Linked DNA regions of Zea mays: region 1 is linked to region 2. Evidence: chromatin contacts called from public Hi-C data. All regions are on one chromosome and are shown on one strand. Each heading gives the region's core, a stretch centred on a gene start, on an enhancer-like site or on the middle of the called end of the contact. The rest is flanking DNA. Distances are from core to core; before and after follow the strand shown.

Evidence for each region. A called contact is a pair of places that touch in the nucleus more often than the background predicts.
Region 1: a Hi-C map of ear shows a contact between it and region 2, with 1.9 times the contacts expected there. The contact joins the promoter of LOC110120361 here to the promoter of LOC100279808 in region 2. A contact is called at or near these places in 3 of 25 Hi-C or Micro-C datasets (ear, leaf and tassel).

What each region holds. Positions count from the first base shown.
Region 1 is chr8:2,590,263-2,595,974 of Zm-B73-REFERENCE-NAM-5.0, forward strand. LOC110120361 reads left to right here and starts at 1,558. Exons shown (of 11, transcript NM_001350808.1): 1 at 1,558-1,842; 2 at 1,969-2,050; 3 at 2,135-2,234; 4 at 2,322-2,417; 5 at 2,522-2,572. The coding sequence starts at 1,629.
Region 2 is chr8:2,359,911-2,365,732 of Zm-B73-REFERENCE-NAM-5.0, forward strand. LOC100279808 reads left to right here and starts at 2,596. Exons shown (of 16, transcript NM_001152764.1): 1 at 2,596-2,813; 2 at 2,916-3,029; 3 at 3,188-3,283; 4 at 3,469-3,708; 5 at 3,820-3,995; 6 at 4,364-4,459; 7 at 5,149-5,241. The coding sequence starts at 2,720.

The sequences.
Region 1 (5,712 bases), core at 308-2,807, 230 kb after region 2:
AAATTTCCAAATTTCTCCTCACGCAAGTCTTCGGCGCCAGGTCGCAACCGTCACGTCACCTCGCCGCCTCCCCCCGCCCGCCCTCCAGAAATAGGGCCAGAAAATATCTCTCTTCCCTGGTCGGGTGATGAGTTGTGCTGATTCGGCGGCAGAAAGAGCGCGTAGGGTAGAGGTGGAGTGGAGGAGCGAGAGGAGTGGGCTACCCGCTAGCCCTGGTGGCGTGGTGCGGCGCTGGAGGGAAGACGTGTGTGAGAGGGAGGAGGCCGCGGGGAATCGAGCACAGACAAGGCAGCGCAAAGCGCGCGGAGAAGAGGACCTCCCGCTCCCGCCTGCGTGGGTAGCGTCCTGGCGCAGCAACAAAGGCAGATGGGTGGTGTGCGCCGTGTGCGTGGACGGACGGATGGCATGTGTGCGTAATTAGCGACCGGGCGCGGGGGCGGGGCGGGAAGAACGCGGACGGTGGGTGCTGGTGCCGCTGCCTTCGGCCTCACCCCATGCCGGCAGAAGGGGGTGCGGGGCTGGCCAGACCATACGATGGGACTTGTGAGCGACGGGCTGCCCACCCCGGAGCCGGTCGGATCGAGACGAACGACTACGACAGTGAGCGATCGCGCGTCGCGGGCACCGGGCACGCACCACCACTCGCGCTCGTACCCGCGGTAGGCAGTCCAGTCCACTCCAGTGCGGCTCCCCTGGTCAGGCTAGGGCCTGATGGACCTGGCAGGCTGGCACACACGCGTTGGCGATGCGTGTGCGCCTACTTTGCTCCTCTATTTTATCGTACGGCGGGCGGGGCAGCTGGCCCAGCATGGCTTCATTCCCACATGTTCAACTGTTTGATGTATCAATTTTTTTATCTATCTCTACTTCTCTACTATCTATTAAGGCAATAGTGTAGACCATCTCCGTGCCCTCGCCTCCGCGACATCCACGCCGACTCCGCGCACACGGAGCTCTGACTCCACGAAACCCCCGCCCACCTGCGTCGGATAGCCAACCTCCGCACGCGACCTCCGCAACCTCCGTAAACTGCTATCGTGGCTCCATGACATTTGCGTCGACGACTCCGCGACCTCCTCCACCACGATGGCTCTACCACACCGTGCGTGCCATCGCAAAAACCTACGCAATGTGTCGTGCGGCTCCCACCCACCGCGCCCCTGCCTCCCCTCCGCATACGCCATGCTTGTGGTTTCGTATATATATTTTATACTATTTTTACTTACGTAGCAACGCACGGACACATATCTAGTGCTTTATGAAGTGATGTATTATAAGTTTATTCTATAAATTTTGGTGAAATCAAATGCATTATACAAACTAAATAGAAAAGTGAGGAGTGAAAAGAAGACCAGACATACCCAAAACTTGCTCAAGATGAAAAGGGAAGAAAAGACGAGCACAGGCTGTCGGATACGCGCATCACGAGGCAAAATCCAACCGTTAGCGGCGTCCTCCCCGTACCGAGGCGAAACCCTGCTAAAACCCCGACTTGTTGACCCTCGCCGCCGGCGCTGGGAAATCACACAGACACACTCACACACAACCTACCCAGACGGCCAGACCCCGCGCCGCCCCGCCGCCACCCCCACCCCCACCCCAAATCAGTCAAACGCGCCGCCGCCGCCATGGGCTCCTCCGTCAGCCAGGCCGGGGCCCCTCCTCCCCATCCCCCCACATACGCGTCGACTCCACCCTTTGCGCCCGCTGCCGCTGACGCTGCTGACGCCGCCGCCGCCCCGCCGCCGAAACCTCATGAGGAGGAGGCGACTGAGGAGAAGGTGGACTACCTCAACCTCCCGTGCCCCGTCCCATATGAGGAGATCCAGCGCGAGGCCTTCAGTAAGTCCCCAGTTCCACCCCTTCCTCTTACCTTGTTTGATGTGCTGTCAATCGCCGGCGCGACTGACTTGACCGCAAATCGAGCGGGTGGCGAGTAACTATGTGATCTTCTTTGCGTTGTTGCAGTGGCGCTGAAGCCGGACCTTTTCGAGGGTATGCGCTTCGATTTGACCAAGATGATCACCCCGTACTTCGCTTTGACTCACAGGTACGTGGTGCATCTTCGTGTTTTGTCAGCTTGTTCTGGTTGTGTGCCCATGTTTTCACAATTGATTACGTTTGTTTGAACCAGCGTTGCCATGGGATCCATTGAGATCCCGGCACAGGGGAGCGAGGTGATCAAGGTTCCCACCTCCAATTATGAGTTTGGTGCCAACTTTATCAATCAGAGGGTTGCACTCCTTTTCCCTTTACATAAGAGTGCTGTTGAGTGCTCTCTACTGGGTTTCATTCCTCAATGTAATGGGATTCTCTTGTAGACGATGCTCATGGGGAGGGTCTCACATGAAGGGAGGGAGAACATCCGTGTCAAGCATGATATTACGGACAACCTTTCTTTAAAGATAAATGCTCAGGTAAATTGATTTTAAACTGCTAGTAAATTGATGATTATTTGGATTCAGCTTTGCTTGAAGCCACCTTTAAAAATCCTTAGTTGACCGATTTTGTGCTCTTGCAGTTGACAAGTGAGCCCCACTACTCCCAAGGGATGCTGAATTTTGATTATAAGGTTAGCCTCTCTATGTGAACATCGATTTCTGTTGGCTCGGAAGTCTTTATTAGGTCGTTTGGTTTGATGGGAGGGACCCAGCAGTTGTATATTGCATTTGTTTGTTTTACACCAAGTAACAAATTATGGTATTTGACTCCTTTCTCTTATGAAGTAAATAGGCCATTGCTATCCTCTTAATGGAACAAATGCTATGACACGTTTGCAAAAACATAGGTCATTGCTATTGTTGCTGTACTGTCTTGCACAAAATTGTTTGGAACATGATTTTTGGACTTTATGTATGGGAAAGATAGAAATTATTACTCAACCTGTTTTGCTATCCTAAAGCTTTGTTTACATGCTGCAAGGGTTGCCCATTCTTCCTTTGAATCAGATGGGTATGTGGCTCGAAGTATTGAAACTAGTGTACCCCGGTGATGTACCGGATTTGTTGCTGCTGCGTCTTTTTGTTTTTTCGATCAGTGATCTGGTTTGCGTCTCCATCGTCCATCGCCCGTCTCTAGGATAGCCTTCTTGCCCTCCAAGTCATGTACTCCTATATATTCTCCTTAGAGGCTCAATATCCCACACATTATACACAATCTCTTCTTACACCGTCATGCTCACTGTCGTCGATCGTTTCTCCAAATATGCGCACTTCATTGCCCTCAGTCACCCATACTCTTGTGTCAGTTGTTCGTGCCTTCTTCGAGGATATTGTTCGGCTACATGGCTTCCTCCCCACCTCCATTATCAGCGACTGGGATATGGTCTTCACCGGTCATATGTGGCGCGACCTCTTCAAGATGTTTGGTTTCAAACTCCACTAAGCACAACATTTCACCCTTGCCGTAAAAAAGGAAGCCATGTACCTTTGTTGTGCCACAAGGGACCTACTTCGTGCTTGGGTGGATTGGCTTCCATGGGCTAGTTATTGCTACGAGCCTACTATACCTCTTTCCACACGGCGTTTCGCACCACTCCCTTCTAGGTGGTGTACAACTGTCCCTCGCCACCTTTGTTGCCACACAACAGGGGCTGCTCAGATAGAGACAACAAACTCCCTAATGTGTGATTGAGATGCTTTTATTGGGGAAATTCATCAGCGTCTTCTCCAGGCTCAATAGTATGGCGAGCAGTACTACGATAACCACCATCGTGAGCTTGAATTCAAAGTGTGCGATTGAGTGTGGCTCTGCCTTTTCCATCGCTCGATGTGCTCGTTGTAGCCCCGACCCAAGGGAAAACTTGGGCCTCACTATGTAGACCCCTTCCAGGTATTGCAGCGAATTGGGCAGGTGGCCTACTGTCTCCACCTCCCGGCCGACGCTCGTCTCCACGATGCGTTCACGTCGGACAACTCAAGCCATTTTACGGGGACCTTCCAACGACTCTATCACATGTGCCACCTGTTCATGATGGCCAATTGTTGTCTGCTCTAGAGAAAGCGTTACACACCCAATTACGCTGTGGGTTGTGGCGTATGACATGATCTCGTACGGTGGCAGGGCTTGACCAGTGTTGACACTACATGGGGGACACTGCACGTTTTCATGGACGGCTACCCAAATGCTCAACTCGAGGACAAGATGTTTGAAGAGGCGGAGAGATATGTAATGACCTGTACAGCTTATGCGCGTCGAAAAACGGGCCACATAGGTATTAGGCTCAAATTACAGTAGGCGTAAATAATACCCGTTTAGAAAATATAATTTGTTAGGAAAGGAGAGTGCAAATCGATAATGACTTCTCGTTAGTAAATAGAATTATTTGTTAGGAAAAGAGAGTCCAAATCAATAAGGACCCCTTCTCTAGTTTGTTTGGGAAAAACAAGTCCTCTAGGGACTATAAATGTAGAGACCATGTAACTAGATGAAGACAAGCAAGGCAATTATCTTTGCCAGGCTTCACGAGCTGCCCACATGTTTTGTCTCCTCATCATTGCGCCGTCAATCTGCACTCTAGCCACCATGGCTATGGCTGGGCGTTTGGGTTTACCCGAAATTTTGGGTCGGGTTGTTTGTTTTTTTAAATTTCGGGTATCTAGCTGTTGAAGTTGAACTTGACCTGAAATTTCGAATACCTGAAAAATCGGGTACCCAAAATTTCGGGTTCAGATTCGGGCACAGGTACGGCACCCAATATTTTTAACAGCCAGTCCACAATTAGCACTCATGGGCACAATGGAAAGCATCTCTTAGTTTGCAGCTCTTCGGTGTGCCAAATGAGCAGTAAAGCCTAACTAGAAGGTGATTTCAGAAGCACATGTCACCAGAAAACAATGTCATAGTTCACAGAACCATGATGTCTATAAGCTTTAAACAATGTCACAGAACTAGAGTAGTATACTAGTATCAAACTTCATACGTCCATCAGCCCATACTTGTTTGTACATATGCCCATATCTATAACTGCAGAACTTGTAGCCACTAGCCATGATGAACTTTGTTCAGATTTCGGAAGCTATTCAGGTTGCAGAACGCTAGAAACATGTAGGAACCCAACACCTGCTAGGTTGCCAACTACCATACGCCCACACCTATTTATACAGGATAACATGACACAATAGAACATTACATTTTCATAATTTAGTGGACATGGACTGGTTGGCAACTCTGGCAGTATGTGGTGTGCTAGTGGTCGTGTGGGCGTGTGGTGGTGGGAGGTGGTCGAGACTCAGGCATGTGGATTGTGGAGGATTGGAGTTGGAGACTTGGAGTGGAGGTGGTCGGGCGTGTGACCAACTGGACGTGGTGGTGGGCCAGTTGTTGATGGTCAGATGCCGGCGGGTGGAGTGCATGTGGAAGTGGAATTGTGGAGTGCATGTGCAACACTTAGGAGCAATAAACTAAAATCTCTCTTAAATTTCTACACTTCCCAGGTTAAGGCCCTTTCTTGTTGCTCGATGTCCTCTTTTGCTCTAGAGGCAACTTGTGCTGCCGTTTGAAAGGTGTCGGTGAAGATCCTTCTATTCCGTTCTTTCCAGACGTTCCAAAGAGTGTAAATCACCACCCCATTGAATAACCTTTCACTTTTCGGAATCTTGGCTTGGGTTTCTTCCCACCACCGGATCAGATGGCTAGGCTCATCCGATGGTATGATTAGATTTTCATCGAAATGCACCCATGCTAGGGTGAGGCTCCATATTGCTTTAGCAA
Region 2 (5,822 bases), core at 1,346-3,845:
TTCTGTGAGAAAAAGAAGAGTGACTTCAACTCCACCATATAGAGCATGTATGATATAGGTCCCTTTCTCTTTACGGGAGCGGGATGGGCTTGCGGAATACCTAGTGTATTCACCCAGATTTATTTATGTTTTCTAGCAGCTGAAGACTTTTTTTCTGCTATGCTTGATTGAGGGGGTTGTGTCTGTACCCAGTTCTGCCTGTGGCTTGGGCTAGTTTATCTTCTACTGCGCTTTGTATTTCTGGCTCTCTCGAGCTTGTACTCTGGTATTGTAATAACATTTATTCGAACTCTGTACTATTTGAAGTAAGGAATGCGGTTACTAGCCTCCTGGGACTAGTAATTGTATCACATTTGAGTCCCAAAGGATCAGGACGCTTCATGTCGTCTTTTCCTCTTAGAGATGTGTTGCACACATCGCTTGATTCTTTGTTTGCTTCTTGTTATGTGCTTCAGATGTTCTGAGGTGATTTGACTATCACTGATGCTGAAGCTACTACCACCTTTTTTAGCCTACAAAGATCACTATGATAAAAGTCATTATCCTGAAACAAACCCGAAGATATTTAAGGCTTATTAGTTTGAGATCCTTTGGCAAAGACACACCCCAACTTCTGGTTTAGCTTATATCATCCCCATTGACACATTCCATCCTACACCTCTATCATTCTTTGTGTTGCTTATGGCCTTGTAGCTTGCTTTAAGATCCTTCTTGTCTTGAAGTTGTTGCTTTGTGAAATGTGCTAGGGGAACTTCTCATTGAACTGACTAGTGATGCTTCTCCAACCACCTGAGTTCCAACCATTTTCCCTTTAAATTGGGCATCAACCTTGTGCTCAATTAATACTTCAATTAAACCCTTCTCATATAAGAAGTCCCAATTCACCCTAGATGCTTCTTCTGCCATTACTATATTAAACTGCACGTAATAAATTAAATTATGTGCAACAAGTACATAAATATGATATAAATATTAGGTGCACCAAGTACATAAATAATGATACAAATATTTGGTGCATCAAGTACATAAATAATGACACAAATGTTATCACATCAAGTAAACATTGTGGGTAACCCACATCTACATCGCAATGTGATGCCTAAAACTATTTTCATCAACAGATTTTGAGCCAGCAAGGTAGTTGACTTCCTTCTAGGACATCGACATATTGGGACAATTTAATGTGGCTTGGGAGGTGATCTAGTAACCTTTCCTGACCATTATGCTTTTTTTAATTATATTATGAAAGACACATGCTGCCGTTGGAATCCTATTTTGAGACTCAATAGGACAGAAGGTTATGACTTTTAGAATAGGGAACATCTTCTTCAAGACACCTATAGGCCTCTCTATGATTCCGAAGGACTACATGCCGATGGTTGAAGAGCTCTTTGTAGTTGGCACAAGAATATTGACTCCTAAACTCGTTTAGGGCTTGTTTGGGAGCAAGGATACCAGAGAGGATTGGAAGAAATAAAACCCCTCGCTATTCAATTTCGAATAACAAGGGAATTTAGCCCCTCCAATCCCCTCCGTTATCCTTGCTCCCAAACAATCTCTTAAGTGGCACCGAACTCCTCAATAAGGAGCAATTAATGGTGTATTTGCATATCCACTATCTATAAGATAAAACTTTTTATTCTAGCACATGGAATCCCCCTACCAAGAGTTGAACGAAGAACCCCGACATCTGATGTGGATCCTTTCCATCCACACGAAATAAAGGTAAAGTTTAGATAAAAATTACAAGCTACCATAATGTTTTGGGATAAAGACCCTTTTCTATTTCTATATGGAGCGACATGTCTTCTAAAACAGTGATAGGAATATAAGTACCATCTATAGCACCAATGCAATTTTGCATGTTAGGAAAGAGAGATAAAGCAATTAGAGACCTAAATTCCTAAGAAGGAATTATAAATTCTTGAGTTTTATACCTACATAGAAAGCATGAAACTAGAGTCGGTTACAATTTTAACATGAGTACAGATCTACTTGTCAAGACTGAAATTATATCGAGCGAATTGCAAACCTAATTCGTTTATCTTTTGGTGACTATACACCAAGGTTTTACCGGCAATAATCGGCGGTAAACCGCCCAGTTCCCCAAAACCACGCGATCCCCGGGAACAGTTCTCCCTGATTTTTTAAATTTCGTTCTAAATTCAAAAAGTGGAAAAAAAAGATAAACACAGAAAAACATACAATAAAGGTCTAAATGTTTTTATGGTATATCTCATATTTATTTTTAAATTAGTTGCATTTTAGTTAAAAACAATGAAAATTACCGGTTTCTCGTCGAGAAATCTTCGAAAACCGTTTTGTTTAGATTTGAAAGCACGGATCGGTCAAAAAATTGAAAAACCCACGAAAACCAGTTTCTCGATGAAATTTGGCGGTTTCCCAGGTGGTTTACCAGTTTAATGTCGATTTTTTGAATTTGAAATATCAAACCGATCCCGGTTTTTAGAGGTTTTGAACTCTAAACGGTACGGTGAACCCTGGTGTACAAACTACTCACCATGAATTTTCGGCCCAAAATAAACCATTCCTTTTTTATCTGCAAAATGCAAGGTCTAGTCTAGTACACACTCGACTTGCAATATACAACACGCTTGTGGCCTGAAGAACGGAAGAACTCGGACTCGAGCACCCCGAAGCGAGCCACCGCCGATCTGCTCCTCCTGAGTCCTGACCCTCCTCCGTGCGCTGCGCAGGCATGAGGCTCCTCCTCGTCGGCGCCCTACTCCTATGTGCCACCGCGGCGGTGGAGTCCAAGCCGCCCCTCGACACCCTGGGCATACCCCCGCAAGGTTCAACCGGATCTGTCCACGCCTGCTCTGCTATTTCTTTCCATCTTTCCCTGTTTCCTTCGGTCGATGCGTTTCTTGATTCAACGTTTCTGGGGGTTGCAGATGAGGCGTACTACAGAGGCGGCGTGATTAAATGCAGGGACGGATCAGGCAGGTTCTCCCGGGAGCAGCTCAACGACGACTTCTGCGACTGCCCCGACGGCACCGACGAGCCCGGTACTGCCTCATTCTCCTTATTTGAATGGATTTCTCTATTCATCGTGTAGATTTCTTGTTTTTGTGTGTGTGTCATGACATCACTATGTGTTTGTTGTTGTTGGAACTGTAGGAATACAGATACAGTTATGTAGCTGAATTATGACTCTTGCATGCAGGGACATCTGCGTGCCCTGAGGCGAAGTTCTACTGCAAGAATGCAGGCCACACTCCAGTCACGATCTTCTCATCACGAGTGAATGACGGCATTTGTGGTAAGAGGATCATAATTGTTGGCATTGTTAGATTCATTGCTTACTTGTTTTGTTAAATAAAGATGCATGTGCAAGGTACAATACAGACTGTGAAAGTCGTTGGAGCTCTTGTTTTGTGTATCATGGCGCTTTTGGTGAAACCCCACTAGGCGATTAATTCTCTGTATTTGCACCTTCCCTCCTAGATTGCTGTGATGGGAGTGATGAATATGACAGCAATATCACCTGTAAGAACACTTGCTGGGAGGCTGGCAAAGCGGCAAGGGAGAAATTGAAGAAGAAAGTCGCTACATACAAAAGTGGTGTAGTTATTCGGAATCAGGAAGTTGAGAGGGCAAAAGAGGCTTATGCTAAAGACGAAGCAGAGTTAGCAAAATTGAAGGGTGAAGAGAAAATACTCCAAGGACTTGTTGACAAACTCAAAGGTGTGGTCTTTGTATCCATTGGTATTGAGCCATTTGTCAAATAGTGGTATATCAAACAAATGTTTGGTGTTTGTAGCTTTGTTGTTGAAATAAGTCCTTCCATCTATGTAGAGCAAAAGAGACTTATAGAGAAGGCAGAGGAAGAAGAACGTTTAAGAAAAGAGAAGGAAGAGAAGAGAATAAAAGAAGCTGAAAAGCAAGCTGCTGATGAAAAGGGAACACCTGATGCCTCTCCGGATGTAGATTCTAAGGAAACTCATGACCATGTGCAAGAAGATGAAAACAAGGTTGGCATTTCTTTCTGTTTTAGTGTTATGCTTATTATACATCAAACAACTGTATGCATTAAGTATCAAATCATTTACATCAGTAATGAGGAATCTGTATTTGGTTTTATCTTTATAATTCCCTTATATCATTTGCTAAAACAATAACACCTTATAGTGTTACATGTGCCCTGGACACTGGTGTTTCCATTATTCCTGTTTAATATTATGTGAAATCACAGTTCAGAAGGATGCTCCATTACTGTAAAACATAGATAATATAACCATTGTTGAACATGGGCAGTAATCCGAAATGTAGATGTTTACTGGATAGTTCAACTGCAACATATAGATCTTTGCTATCACATCGTTTCGTTTGTTGGACATAGGTAGCCGAAGAGCATGATGTACATGCAACGGACCATGATAATCATGCAACAGACCATGATAATCATGCAGCAGAAAGCGGAGCATCTGTTGAGCAGGTATATTTTGAGCTTTCAACATCAACATAGCCTTTTAGTCCCAAGCAAGTTGGGGTAGGCTAGAGTTGAAACCCAACAAGATGTCACCAAAAAGAGAAAGAGAGAGAAAGGAGAGGGGAAAAACTTTTGAGAGCACTAAAAGGAAAAAAAGCCTAATCATGGTTCGGGCACGTGGATAGCTTCTTTCCAAGCACTTCTATCCAAACACAACTTCATTGGGATATTTCATTCTTTCAAGTCCCTTTTGATTGTCTCCTTCCATGTCAAGTTTTGTCGACCTCTACCTCTCTTCACATTATTGTCCCGTCTTATGATGTCTCTATGCACCGGTGCCTCTGGGGTTCTTCGGTGGACATGCTCAAACCATTTTAACCGGTGTTGAATAAGCTTTTCTTCAATTGGCGCTACTCCTAGCCGATCGTGTATGTCATCGTTTCTCACTCGGTCCAATCTTGTGTGCCCACATATCCAACACAACATACACATCTCTGCGACACTTAGTTGTTGGATATTTTGAGCTTTGATATTACAAAATCAATAAGTGTGTTTAGGCAAAAGTAATACTAGGATGAGTGATCTCCCAGGAAGTCCTCGTGTTATATTCTCTTGTTACGAAATCAATAGTCTGATTGCTATCATGTCTTGTGAAATTGACCAATAATATTATTTTGGGTTGATATATTTTACAGCAGGGTTCTGTAAACAAAGATGACATTAGCGTTGAAGCTGGAACTTTAGATGAATTGCTGCACAAGGAGTCTGCAGTACCTACATTAGAGAAGGTTATACATTAACCACATTCCAGATTGTTTATGTCATTTCCCTTTTTTATTTACTGTGTCATGTTCTATGATAGAATTGATCTTTTCTTATCTTAGAGTTAAACCTGTATAAAAACACTTTACTTCTAGCCTTTTAGTGCTATGCTCTCATCTTAGGCTGTCTCCAGTAGCTACCCTATCACATTCCCTATCTCATCCCCTATTTCAAACTTCACTCTACAAACAGTGTCAATCCCCTATTTTACACGATCTGCCGCGGACAACCTTATAACTTGTATAACAATATTGTCACATTACCATAGTTTTTAAGACGGTAAGGCGATTGATCCCCTTTTTACCTTTTAAGTGGTAAAACATAAGTGATGTGTGGTCATTGTAGTTAATTTACTTAGATGCAAGTTGCTTTAACCAGTGAGCTTTGGCTATTCTTTGTAGCAACTTATTCTTGGAAGATATGTTGATTTCATGTCTAAGGGTGATGTAAGCTATTTAAATCTCAGTTGGCATATCCTATTGATTATTTTCAAATGCTTAGTTATCTTTTTTCTCGAACACGCAGGCGAGCTGCATATCTTTATAAT